Regions from separate parts of the Ovis aries genome. Here region 1 is linked to region 2. A link is a contact called in public Hi-C data. All regions are on one chromosome and are shown on one strand. The core of a region is the stretch at or near the end of the contact, and the rest is flanking DNA. Distances in the headings are between cores, read along the strand shown. Region 1 holds the start of ADAMTS16 (ADAM metallopeptidase with thrombospondin type 1 motif 16). Region 2 holds the start of ICE1 (interactor of little elongation complex ELL subunit 1).

Region 1 (5,746 bases), core at 1,488-3,987, 280 kb before region 2:
TTGGTGGAAAGGAAAGTTTGCTTTATTTCTGATGTGGGCAACTGGGGGTGGGGTGGGGTGGACGTCTGTCCGCAGGCTGACCACTCCCCCCCCCCATCCCTAGCAACCAGTGGGGCAAGAGATTTCCTGGACAGAAGGGGACTATACACAAAAACAGCTCAGTCAACTCTGACAGTCATCAAGAAATTGGTCATCAGTGGTCTCATCAACATCATCTTCATTGTTTTAAGTCCAGTTAATTTTCAGTTCCAGGGTGCGTTGGTTCCCATTGCTTTGAGGCCAGTTCTTGGAATTATGGCAGCTTCTGGCAGGTTATAGTCCAAGGGGTCGCAGAGAGTCAGAAGCCACTGAGCAAGTGAGCAAAGCACACCTACAGGAGTAGGTCCCTGGGCAACTGGTCTCCCATTGGGTGCAAAGCCAGCACATTAACATAATAAAAGCTACTTTTCTTTCTCTCAGTACTCAGGAAATTCCAAATTCGGAGCGCTCTGTGCCAGGAATTGGAGGAGACCAAACACACGTATCTTATTATAAGTCACAAACGGGCTCCACCGTCTCCTGTGTCCCTCCTGTACCTAGCCCATCCACTTCCTTCATCTCAACCCCCAACCTCGCCCCAGGCTGCAGTGGACCCTTCATCTATGTCATCTAGGATGAGCACCAGATTCAATGAGGGGCTAAAAAACCTGGAAAACCTTCATCATTGTAGAGGATATAGCTTCTTAACGATGGAAAGATTGATTTTGGTTGTATTCCAAAAGGGGAATAAAAGAATTCCAAAAGTGGACCCTTTTTACCTACCATTCTTCTTTCATTCCATCCGATGAACTTGCAGAAAGAGAGCCGTGGGTGTGCAGCTGTGATGGTCGCTAGCCTTGGAAAACCTGATGCCCTTGCAAGTTACCTTCCACGCAATTAGCGATAACTAGATATCCTCCGTTTACCAAGCATGCAATGCCCAGTCCTCAGGACAAAGGGACGCTCTGCCTCCTGCAGAACCTTGGCCAGCCTCCAGTGAGCCCCTGGCAGACCGGCTATGGGCACACCCGGGGGGCAGACACCAGTTAGGAACTTCGTGGGGGAGGGGGTGGGGAGGGGCTTAAGCCCACTTCCCAATGCACTTTTTGTAAAATTTCTCCCACTTCTGCAGAGTTTCCAAATAAATAAATATGAGAAAGAGAGCGAGAGATGAAGACGGAGTCTGCCCTTCACAGCCTGAGGGTGCTCCGTGTCTGCCCAGCAAGCCTGCACGGCCGAGCTGCCAGAAATCAGAGGCACCCACGGGCTCAGGGCGAGCCAGGCGAAGGGGGTCCAGAGACCACTGCCACCAACTTCCTCAACTTCCTCTCCAAAATGTGCAAAAACCGGCCAAGACGGGCTTAACTGAATGTGCGGGGCACTGGGACCACGAAGCCGGAGCCCAGACTCCGGAGACCTCCAGGAGGTAAGGGGTCTAGCAGGCCAAGGAGCAGTGAGTGGAACGGAGTGGCCACAGGCAGGACACACGCTGGAGAATCCGGTGCGCTCAGCCGCCAGCGCGAACACAGGCACGGCGGTGGACGCGGGGGGAGGACACAGAGACCGCCACTAATACACATTCACGTACACCTAGCGCGGGTCCGCGTGCGCTCACGTTCAAACGCACGCACGAGCGCTCACACACAGGGCCATCAACAGGTGCAGAACCCGGGCTGGGCTGGTAGGCGGGCGGGTGGCCGCGCGTCCTCAGCCTCCTAGCGCGACTGGCACAGCGGCGCAGGAACTGGCCCGGGCCCGCACCCACCCGCGAAGCCAAAGCCTCCCCTATCGGCTGCACTAGGGCCCCAGCGGCGCTGGGACAGGCGCGCTCAGAGCAAGGCCAGGCCGCGGCGGCCAGGACCGCTGGAGCCCGGAGCGCCCACACGTCCCAGGGCCGATGGGACGGAGGCCGGAGCTTCCCCCACCCTCAGCGCCTCCCGAGCTGGCGGGCGATGCCCGTTGCGTCCTCTGCTCTCCGACGCGCGCATCTGCCAGAAGGTCTGGGCACTCCTGTTTCACACCCCGCCTCCCCCGGGCGAAAGGGCAGGACCAGCGGGCGCAGTCCCGCCGCATGCCGGCGGGCGGCAGGTGTCGGCCTCTGGATGCGCAAGCCTGGCTCTCGGGAGTGGGGACCCGGGAGCGCCGGGGCGCCGCGCCGCGCGGTGCGAGCCTTGTCCAGTCGCGGACTGCGGGCCGGAGCGCTCGGGGCGGGCGGCCCCAAGCGGCTCACCGCCCCCGCCCCGGGTCCCCGCGGCCCGGCCACCCGCGTGCCCACGGGACGGCCGGCCAGGCGCGCCGACTGCGAGCCCGGGAGCGCGCGGCTTCTCCCGGGTCCTCCTCTGCTCGCGCCCCACCCCGCCGCCCTCTCTCCTGCCTCTCCCCGTCCCCTCCCCTCGCCTGCCCTCCCCGTCTCTCCCACGGTGCGGGCGGGCGCTCCGCCGCCGCCCCCGCCGCCCCCGCCGCCCCCGCGGCCGCCACTCCGCCCCCCGCGCGGCGCGGAGCCGCAGTAATAACCCCGGCGCGGGCGGCGCATCCGCCGCGGGACACCGTGCTGCGCGCCGGCCGGGCTGGTCCTCGGTGCCCGCTTCGCAGGGCTGCCGGACTGGGGAGCCTCCCGCGGCCCCGGGCCCCTCCGAGCGCCCCTGGATGGAGCCGTGCGTTCTCCCCGCGGCGGCGCAGCGCGGGCGACGGGCGCGGGGCGCGCTAGGCGGCCGGGCCATGCGGGTCCTCGGCCGCGCGGCGCTCTGGGTGCTGCTGCTGGCGCAGGTGGGTGCGCAGGTGGGTCCCGACGGCGGGGGCGGCGTTCCCTGGAGCCCCCCTCGCGCAGCCGGGTCTCACCGAGGTCTCGACGCTGTTTTCCCGCAGGCACCTGCTTGCGCCGTGGGACCCGCAGCGGCCTCGCCGGGGAGCCCGAGCGTCCGGCGTCCTCCTGGCCCCGCGGAGTGGCCGGGCTCGGGGGAAGAGGGCGGTAAGTCCGCGCGGGGCGGGAGGGGTGGTTCGAACCTTTTCCGGGGAGCAGCTTGTAAACTTCAAAGCTGGTTTACAAAACGCTGTGAAGGTTCCTAACTCAGGGAATTCCCTATAAGACGCTGCGGCGCTTCGCCAGCGAGCACCGCTGAGTCAACTTTCAGCAATATTTATATCATTTCCCAGTAAAACAGATGCGATTTACCAGCGTTATTACCATAAGCATTAGGGAAGAAAGCAATGGAATGTATTTGGATGAAATAGAAGAGAGAAATAACCTAGGAGTTATATTAACGCAGACACCAAAGCGATTGCAAAGCTTATAGCGCCTTTCATCCCCTCGTCCCCTCCTTCACCTGTCCCTTTCCGGCCTTTTACGGCGAACACCCTTCACTGCCAGGAAACTAGGAACTAGAACCACCATGGGACCCAGTAGTCCCTCTACTGGACATATACCCTGCCTGCCTGCCTGCTCAGTCGTGTCCGACTCTTTGCCCCTGGTGGACTGTAGCCCGCCAGGCTCCTCTGTCCATGGGATTCTCCAGGCAAGAATACTGGAGTGGGTTGCCATTGCCTTCTCCAGGGGATCTTCCCGACCCAGGGATGAAGCTCAGGTCTCCGGCATGGGCAGGTGGATTCTTTACCACTGAGCCCCCTGGGAAGCCAGAGCAGAAGACAAAAAGACAGCTGTTTTGCTCTGTAGCTACCTTGGCATCGAAAGGGATGCTCCTGGAGAGCTGGCGGAATGGGTAATCAGTGTCTTGTGACTTCATAAGAGCAATGTCCAAGTCCAGTGCCTTGCTGTGACAGAAAAGCAGGTCAGAACTTTGTGCAGTGTGTGGTTATATTTTCTCTCCTCACAAGCGGCATTTATTATTCCATGTGTCAGGGGGAGAGACCTCCCTGTCCTGACCTGCTTTAGGGTAGCTGAGAAAGCAGGCGTTTAATTTCAGTTGCTAGCTGGCTTTTCATCTGAACCCAGTCCATTGGCAGTTGCTAAATACGAATACTTTGCATCGATTCCAAGAAGAAATTGCCATCTCAAATGTTGTTAGTGACTTATAGAGGAAGAATCAGGTTTGATTACCCCATCATATTTTTTCAGTAAACCTCAAAAAATGAGTTAATAATTCAGAACAACTGAATGTAGCTTCTTAACAATACTCCTCAAGGCAATCATTGAATTATATGCGTCAATTATTGAGATTCCTCCTGTAAGAGCCTGGGAAGTGATAAATGAAATGCGGGAACGTAGGACCTCTTCCGAATCCACCAGAGGGCGCTAGAGGTAAAGAATAGAAAACGTTTTCCCTGTATTTGCCAAAGAGTTATTTCAAGCTCACCTTTTTGGGCTTGCCCTTGTCTTCAGTGTTTCTCTTACGTTTCATTCTAGTATGTAATGACTTATACTGTAGTTAATTGTCTTTCCCCACTTAAAAAGTAAGATTTTTTGAAAATTCTAGCTTTCTAGAATCATGAGAACTCCTGAAGGCCTCAGAAGAATTTTCAGTGTTTCCTAACATTTATGGGGTTTTCTGGGAGGTAAGAGCTTTAGAGATAGAGAATCACCTCCAGGAGGAGAACCCAAGACATCTTGCCCAAGTGTGCCCTTCTCCCCGGAGGAGCGTCCTGTGAACTGGACTCCAGCCTGGCGGGCATGTGGCTCTGATCACCTAACTCCTCAGCTGGGGTCACAAACCGCAGAGTTCCCGAAAGAACCAGTTGGCTGGCTTGGTTAGAACTTCACGGGGAAGGTGGGTGCCATCGTCAGTGAGGTTGTAGCCCAGGGGACACGCCGCCCCCTCGTCTCCCGCTGTGGAGGTGTTTCAGGTCCACAGTTACAGATGGCTAACTTGAGAGAGTGAGTTTCAGTGGAAAGCTCCCACAGGATCAGAGAAAGACTGCTTGTCCTCAGCAGTGGCCTCTTTTGACTTTGTGTGATGCTGGGGTTAGCTGACTGCTAGATGTCTGGGGATGCCTTCAAAACCTGGAGGCTCAGATCGTAACGAATCCGCCTGCAATGCAGGAGACCCGGGTTTGATCCCTGGGTCGGAAAGATGCCCTGGAGAACGGAATGGCAACCCACTCCAGTATCTACCTGGAGAATCCCATGGATGGAGGAGCGTGACAGGCTACAGTCCATGGCTTCGCAAAGAGTCCGGCATGACTGAGTGATTAACACTTTCTTTTCTTTCAAAACCCACAGCTGGCTGTGAAGTAACTCTTTTGGCCAAAAGGCTTGTTTAACACATATTTTAACCTCTATAGACAATGTTGCTGGGTGTCTGGAGTAATTATGCAGTTAGAGAACTCCATATATTCTGTGAGCAACAGTAGATAAGTTCATGGAGATCAGTTCTATTTTCAGGCATTCGGTGCACTCCTTTCATTTTGGCTGATTCAGCATTGCTTCTCCTTCAGAGGAGACTTGAATGCTTTTTCTACAAATTAACCTTTGTCATAATAATAGCAGGTCTTTTTCAGAGCAAAGACAACAGCCATTCCTTTCTCCATGGGATCTTCTTGGCCGAGGGATTGAACCCAGGTGTCCTGCACTGCGGGCAGATTCTTTACCATCTGACCCACCAGGGACTCCCCAAAAGATGTAGCATGAGCTTGTTATTAATAGCTTTTCAAAATCTAGGGTAAGCTAAGCTTCCAGGTCAAGGGTGGAAGCTTTTAGAGTTTTGTTCTGTTGAACAAGAGAGACCTGTGTCTGTGGGCATGCATTCATAGTTTATATTGGTTTATACTCACACAT
Region 2 (5,707 bases), core at 673-3,172:
AGGAAAACTCACCTCTAAGACATAAAGAACACCACTATCCAAGTCAAAATGTGGTATTAATAAAAAAAAAATTAGTGATAAGGAACAAAAAGGGGCTTCCCTGATGGCTCAGCGATAAAGAATCTGCTTGTCAATGCAGGAGACAGTTTCAGTCCCTGGGTCAGGAAGCTCCCCTGGAGAAGGAAACAACAACCCACTCCAGTGTTCTTGCCTGGGAAACCCCGTGGACAGAGGAGCCTGGTGGGCTATAGTCCATGGGGTCACAAAGAAGTTAGGATATGACATAGTAAGGAAACCACAAGCAGACAAAAAAGGACATACACACTGTGGTCGTGGAGGTAAAACGTGCGGCCTGGCAGGACAGGAGGGTTACAGAATGCCACGCTGGCAGGAAGGGCGTTCCAGGCAGGTGCAGGGGACAGGAAGGCAGCAGCGAGTTCCCAGTTCCTGCAAGGGTAGGGATGTCGTGTAGGCGGGTGGACAGTGCAGAGCGAGCCAACGCTGGAGCATAAGCTGGTGCCTCCTTGGCTAAGATACCCTGGGCCGGGGAGGGGTGGGGTGGGGAGGGGGGTGGGGGGAAACATTTGGGGAGGGAAGCTACTGTTAAGACCTGTTTGTCCGAGGTTGGAAGGCAGACATGGAACATGTAAAGTCATCAGGACCACAGGGGCTCCTCTCCCCTTTCTCGCTTCTCCTTTCACTTTAACCCTACTCCTGTCTTCTGCACATCCCACATTAGCCCCTCGGACGAGTACAGACGTGTCTTCAGTGCCAAGGGCAGGTGATCTAAGCGACTGCTGGACACCTGGTCCCTCCACTTCACAGCCAGCTTCAACCGCAGAGCGTGTACAAGCAAGGACAGGGATGCCGGCGTTTGGAGAGGAACACAGACTGCTTTCTTGGAAGTGGCGGGGGGTGGGGGGGGGGGGGTGGGTGCTGTTTTCAGTTGCAATTTCCATCCGAAGATTTAAGGAGCTGATAGGGCCTGGGACGTCTCCTTAATGCATGCAGTTCTTGTATGGGACGCTAAGAATTCGGACTTCCTAACCAGACGTCGAGAAGCGACGTCTGAGGCTTCCGAGCAAGGTAACCGATGGCAACAAGCTGGGATCATCCAAAAGATTCTGGTGGCAGCGGATATCGGGGGAAACTTCGATTCAAACAAGAGGATGAGGACTTGGGTGTATCCGGGAATTGCTGTAAAGTGAAGATTTTCTTTTTCCCTTTGCAAGATATTTTAATAACATTTGTTAGCAGCCGGCCACTGCCCAGGATTCGGCCAAGCGCTGTGCTTGGCAGGGCTTCCGGAGTGGGGGTGGGGGTGAGGAAGAGGCCGAGGAGCGCGGGGCCGGACGGCAAGTGGACACGGAAGGCGGGGGAGCTGTGAGAAGAGAGACGTCTGGGAAGAAGGACTGGTCAGCGGCGACGACGACAACGTCTAACTAGGCGAACCGCCCCCTCAGGGGCGCCCGCGGCGGCAGGAAGAACTGCTCGGGGTCCGCCCGGCGCGCGGGGGCCGCCGGGAGACGTAGTCCTCGGGTCTCCGCCTGGGCCCGGTCGCACTCTGACGGAGCGCGCCGCTCCAGTTAAAACTTGCGCACCGGCCCGTCAGCGTGCGGGGTCCTTCAGCGCCGGGAGGCGCCTGCAGTGACGTCACCTCAGGTCACCTCCCCCTCGGCGAAGGTTTTAGGTGTCTATCGAAAGCCGTCTACACAGCAAGCCGGCAAAGGAAGACTAAACGCTACACGGCGGAAGAGGGGGCCCGTCCGACGCCTCTCCGCCCCGCGCTGTTTCCTCGGGGCGTGTGTCCCCGCCGCCGCGGCGCAGTCCCGCGCCCCGTTTTCCCTCAGGCGGCGCGGCGGGCAGCCCCGCGCCGCGGCGTGGGGGCGGGGCGAGCCGGGGCGGGGCGGGGTCCTGGCTCGGAGGCGTCGCACGCTCGGGGGGCCGCGCCGGGTGTACCGTTTCTGTCTGCAGCGCCTGAGGTGGCTCTGGCTCGGAGAGCCGTTCGCCCGGCTCCACGGGGACCTCGGTGCACGGATGGACCCGCCCGGACCCGGCGGGAAGCGGCCCGGGAGGGCCAGGCGGCCCCGGCGGCGTCAGCAGAGGCAGGACGGGGCCGAGGCCGCCGGCCCCTGAGGCGCGCGGGCTCTGCGGGCCCGGCGGCGGCACCATGATGCCGGGCGAGACCCATTCGGCGGCGCCGGGGACGGCGGCGGACCTCTCGCGCTGTCAGGGCTGCGCCTCTCTGCAGCAGGTGAGGCGTCTGCCCCTCAGGCCGAGGGCGCGGAGGGGCTGGGCCGGGCCGTGCGGGGCGCGGGGCGGGGGTGGGGGTGGGCCTCGGGCGGAAGCCCCCCTCCCCCTCCCCGTTTTGGGAAAGGCTAGGGCTTCTCTGGTGGCTCAGCTGGTGAAGAATCCGCCTGCAATGCAGGGAGAGACCCTGGTTCGATTCCTGGGTCGGGAAGATCCCCTGGAGGAGGGAAAGGCTACCCACTCCAGTATTCTTGGACTGCGCTGGTGGCTCAGCTGGTAAAGAATCCGCCCGCAATGCGGGAGACCAGGGTTCGATCCCTGGGTCGGGAAGATCCCCTGGAGAAGGGAAAGGCTACCCATTACAGTATTCTGGCCTGGAGAATCCCATGGACATAGGAGCCTGGCAGGCTACAGTCCATGGGCTTGCAAGAGTTGAACATGTTTTAGTGACTTTTCGCTGCGTTCTTCAGGCTTGGAATCTGGGATTCATTTCCTAGGTGCAGCACTGGTGGAGGGGTGGGGGGCCCCCCGGGGTTCCCTTCTCCAATCCCGGTGTTTCCCCCAAGGCTGACTCCGAGGGAGAGGAGTGGTGGTCAGAATGCCGAGGAAAGCTAATCTCTCCCAGGAGAAGGTGGTGGTTTTTTTACTGTGCTGGCCAGTCCTTCCGTATTTCTTGCTTGTGGGGGTGGTGGGGGCGGGTGCTCATGTGGCCTGCGGGTTGGCCAGGAGGGTCATTCGTCCCCCGAAGGCACGTGGACGCTGCAGGTCTCTGAAGTGTAGCATGGAGTGTGCGCGCCCCCGGCAGAAGAGGAGCCGCTGCCAGCGTCGGCCTCAGGCCCTGAGGAGTGCCCCTCCCCAGCTGGACTTCTCGCAGCCATCTGATGTCAGGAGTCTCTCTTTTTGCTTCTGTCATCAGTGTTTTTCGGTGGTAAAGTAGCGCTGTGCTCCGTCTGTGCCTGTGTGCGCAGTCGCGTCCAGCTCTTTGTGACCCATGGGCTGTATGTGTAGCCCTCCAGGCTCCTCTCTCTGTCCATGGGATTTTTTTTTTTTCCAGGCAGGAATATGCTGGCGGGGGTTGCCAGTTCCTTCTCCAGGGGGTCTTCCCAACCCAGGGGTCGAATTTGCGGCTCCCCCATTTGGCAGGTGGAGTTTTTACCATCTGAGCTGGCAGAGCCTCTGGTTGTAGTCCAGCGTGGTACTGATGTGTAATTGAGTTACTCCTATTGTACCCGGTGTTCTGGGCACCAGGGACATAGTGGTGAATAACGCAATGGTGACCAGAGCATCTTGCAGATGTGCTGTGTGTGTGAACGTGAGACTTCAGAAGGCTTGAAGTGTTAGGAAAATAAGGGAGGCGTTGGAGTGGTGGTGTTTTCTCCGCTGGGGGCTGCCGGGAGGGCAGGTTGCTCTTGAGCTGGTGACATTCGGACACGTGAATGGTGAGAAGCAGACTGGATAGGTGTGGAGGAGCTTCCTAGGTAGAAGGTTTGACAGGTGATCGGGTTTGGGGGTGAAAAGGAGCGAGGCATCTGAGGAACCGGAGGAGCTCCGGCTGGGGCAGAGGCAGAGCTCTGTGAAGGGAGGAGGGAGGGTAGGCCCCGAGGCCATCAGAGGAGCTGAGGGTTTGGGGCTTTGTTTTTCTAACAGCATCATCTATGAGCTGATCCCAAACATTTTAAGGGCTGGGAGCAGGGTGGGAGAGAAGAAAGTCCTGCCCTGGCACTCTGAAATAGAGGGGGAACAAATGGGAAAGTCACTGTCTGAGCTGAGATGTCTCATGGAGGCATTCATAATGTGCTTTTGTTTTCCCCTCAAAACCCATGTCCATGAGGGAAATTCTCTTGAATCGTTTGTAAGTTGTATTTATTCTCTGGGCTGTTTATTCACTCAGCAAATGTTTTTTGATCCCCTGCTGTGTTTTAGGAAGTGCAGTTACAGCAGTGGGTGAAAAGGCAAGTATTCTTCATCTCAGAGCCTCTGTGTTAGGAGGTGGGGGGAGGAGATGGTCAACAAGTTATGTGAGAAGGTAATAAATGTGCTGGAAATAAATTGAGCCGAGAAAGGGAGAGGAATAAAAGGCTGAGGAAAGGGCCAGTGTCTGGTAGAATTTACGTAGGGAGTCCTGGAGGCTTCGGGGAGGTTGTCTTTGGGCAGGGAGGGTGAGGATGAGCTCTGGAGACGTCTTTGGAGAGGAGCACCCCAGACGGCCGAGAGGTTGCTGTGGTGGCCAGTCGCTCGTGTGCTTGGGAAGACGTGGAGGCACGGCAGCTGGGGTGGAGCGCGCGCTGGGGTCTTGGTGGGTTTGGGGCCGTCCTGGCCGGGTGACTCATAAGCGACAGGGATTCACTCCTCACAGTCTCGGCGGCCGGCAAGCCCAGGATCCAGGGGCTGGCGGGTCTGCTCTCCGGTGAGAGCGGCACTCCTGGTTCGTGATTCCTGCTGCGCCCTCAGTTGGCAGCTCTAGGGCCTCCTTCATGAGACCACAGATCCCATCCCCGAAGGCTGTGCCGTTCTGACCTGTTCACCCAGCGGAGGACCACCCTGCTGTGCCTGTCCTGTAGCTGATTATACGTCAGTGTATGAATTTGGTGGGGGGCACAGTGACCTACGGAATTTGATGAAGTTAGAGGAGAGGCTGACGGGGGATGCCCTTCGAGTCTGTTGTAAGGATGTTGGCTCTTCTGAAAGGACAGTGAGTCACAGGTTTTTCTGTAGAACAACGAGTGTAAATAACAGTGTCCAGTCATGGGTCCGAATCTCCTTCAAAGACCTGGTCTTCGTTCAGAGTAGGAACTGCGTCCTCCTGGTGGCTTGGCCAGAAACTCGATGTCCCCCTTGGTTCCTTGCTTTTCTCTCACACCCTGCGTCCAGCCCATCAGCTTACTGTCGTCTTCTCCTGGTCCACCTGTTCCTCCCTGTCCCCACTGCTTACCCCCTCGTGTGAACCTCTGTGATCTCTGGCCCAGAGGCTGTTGCAGCCACCTCCTGGGCACCTCCCTCCTTCCTGCTGCGCCACATTCTTCTGTTGGTTCTCAAGCCAGCCAGCAGCCGTAGGGGTCGTCCTGTGAGGTCTCTAAGTACAGGAGTCTGCAGGCCTTTTCCGAAAGCGGCAGGATCATAAATAGTTAGGTGCTGTGGTCTCAGCCTGTAGTGTGGAGACACCCACGGGTAGCACTGGAGGGCTGGATGTGGTTATGCTCGGGGGAACCCTAGTTTGTGGGATGGAACGGGCACTGGAAGTGTGGACTGAAACCCTGAGGGGTTTCAGCTGTGTTCACGTCTGGTGTGGAGCCTCCAGGTACCACAGGCCCCTCTGGGGAAAAAGCGAAGCGGCTACGTCAGATGTGCCCTGAGTTCACTGTGAGAATCTTGGTTGGGGAGAAGCGGGGACGGGAGAGTGGAGGAGGGTGTTCGTCCACGCCTGCTGGTCACTGAGGTGGGTGTGGGGTCATGAGGC

Evidence for each region. Hi-C and Micro-C count contacts between places; a contact is called where the count stands out from the background.
Region 1: a Hi-C map of hypothalamus shows a contact between it and region 2, with 5 times the contacts expected there. The contact joins the promoter of ADAMTS16 here to the promoter of ICE1 in region 2. A contact is called at or near these places in 8 of 16 Hi-C or Micro-C datasets (hypothalamus, mesenteric adipose tissue, muscle and 4 more).

The regions. Positions count from the first base shown.
Region 1 is chr16:68,070,977-68,076,722 of ARS-UI_Ramb_v3.0, reverse strand. ADAMTS16 (ADAM metallopeptidase with thrombospondin type 1 motif 16) reads left to right here and starts at 2,737. Exons shown (of 23, transcript XM_042233642.1): 1 at 2,737-2,796; 2 at 2,884-2,986. The coding sequence starts at 2,737.
Region 2 is chr16:67,790,008-67,795,714 of ARS-UI_Ramb_v3.0, reverse strand. It overlaps ICE1 (interactor of little elongation complex ELL subunit 1), which reads left to right and starts at 1,922. Exons shown (of 19, transcript XM_060400282.1): 1 at 1,922-2,254.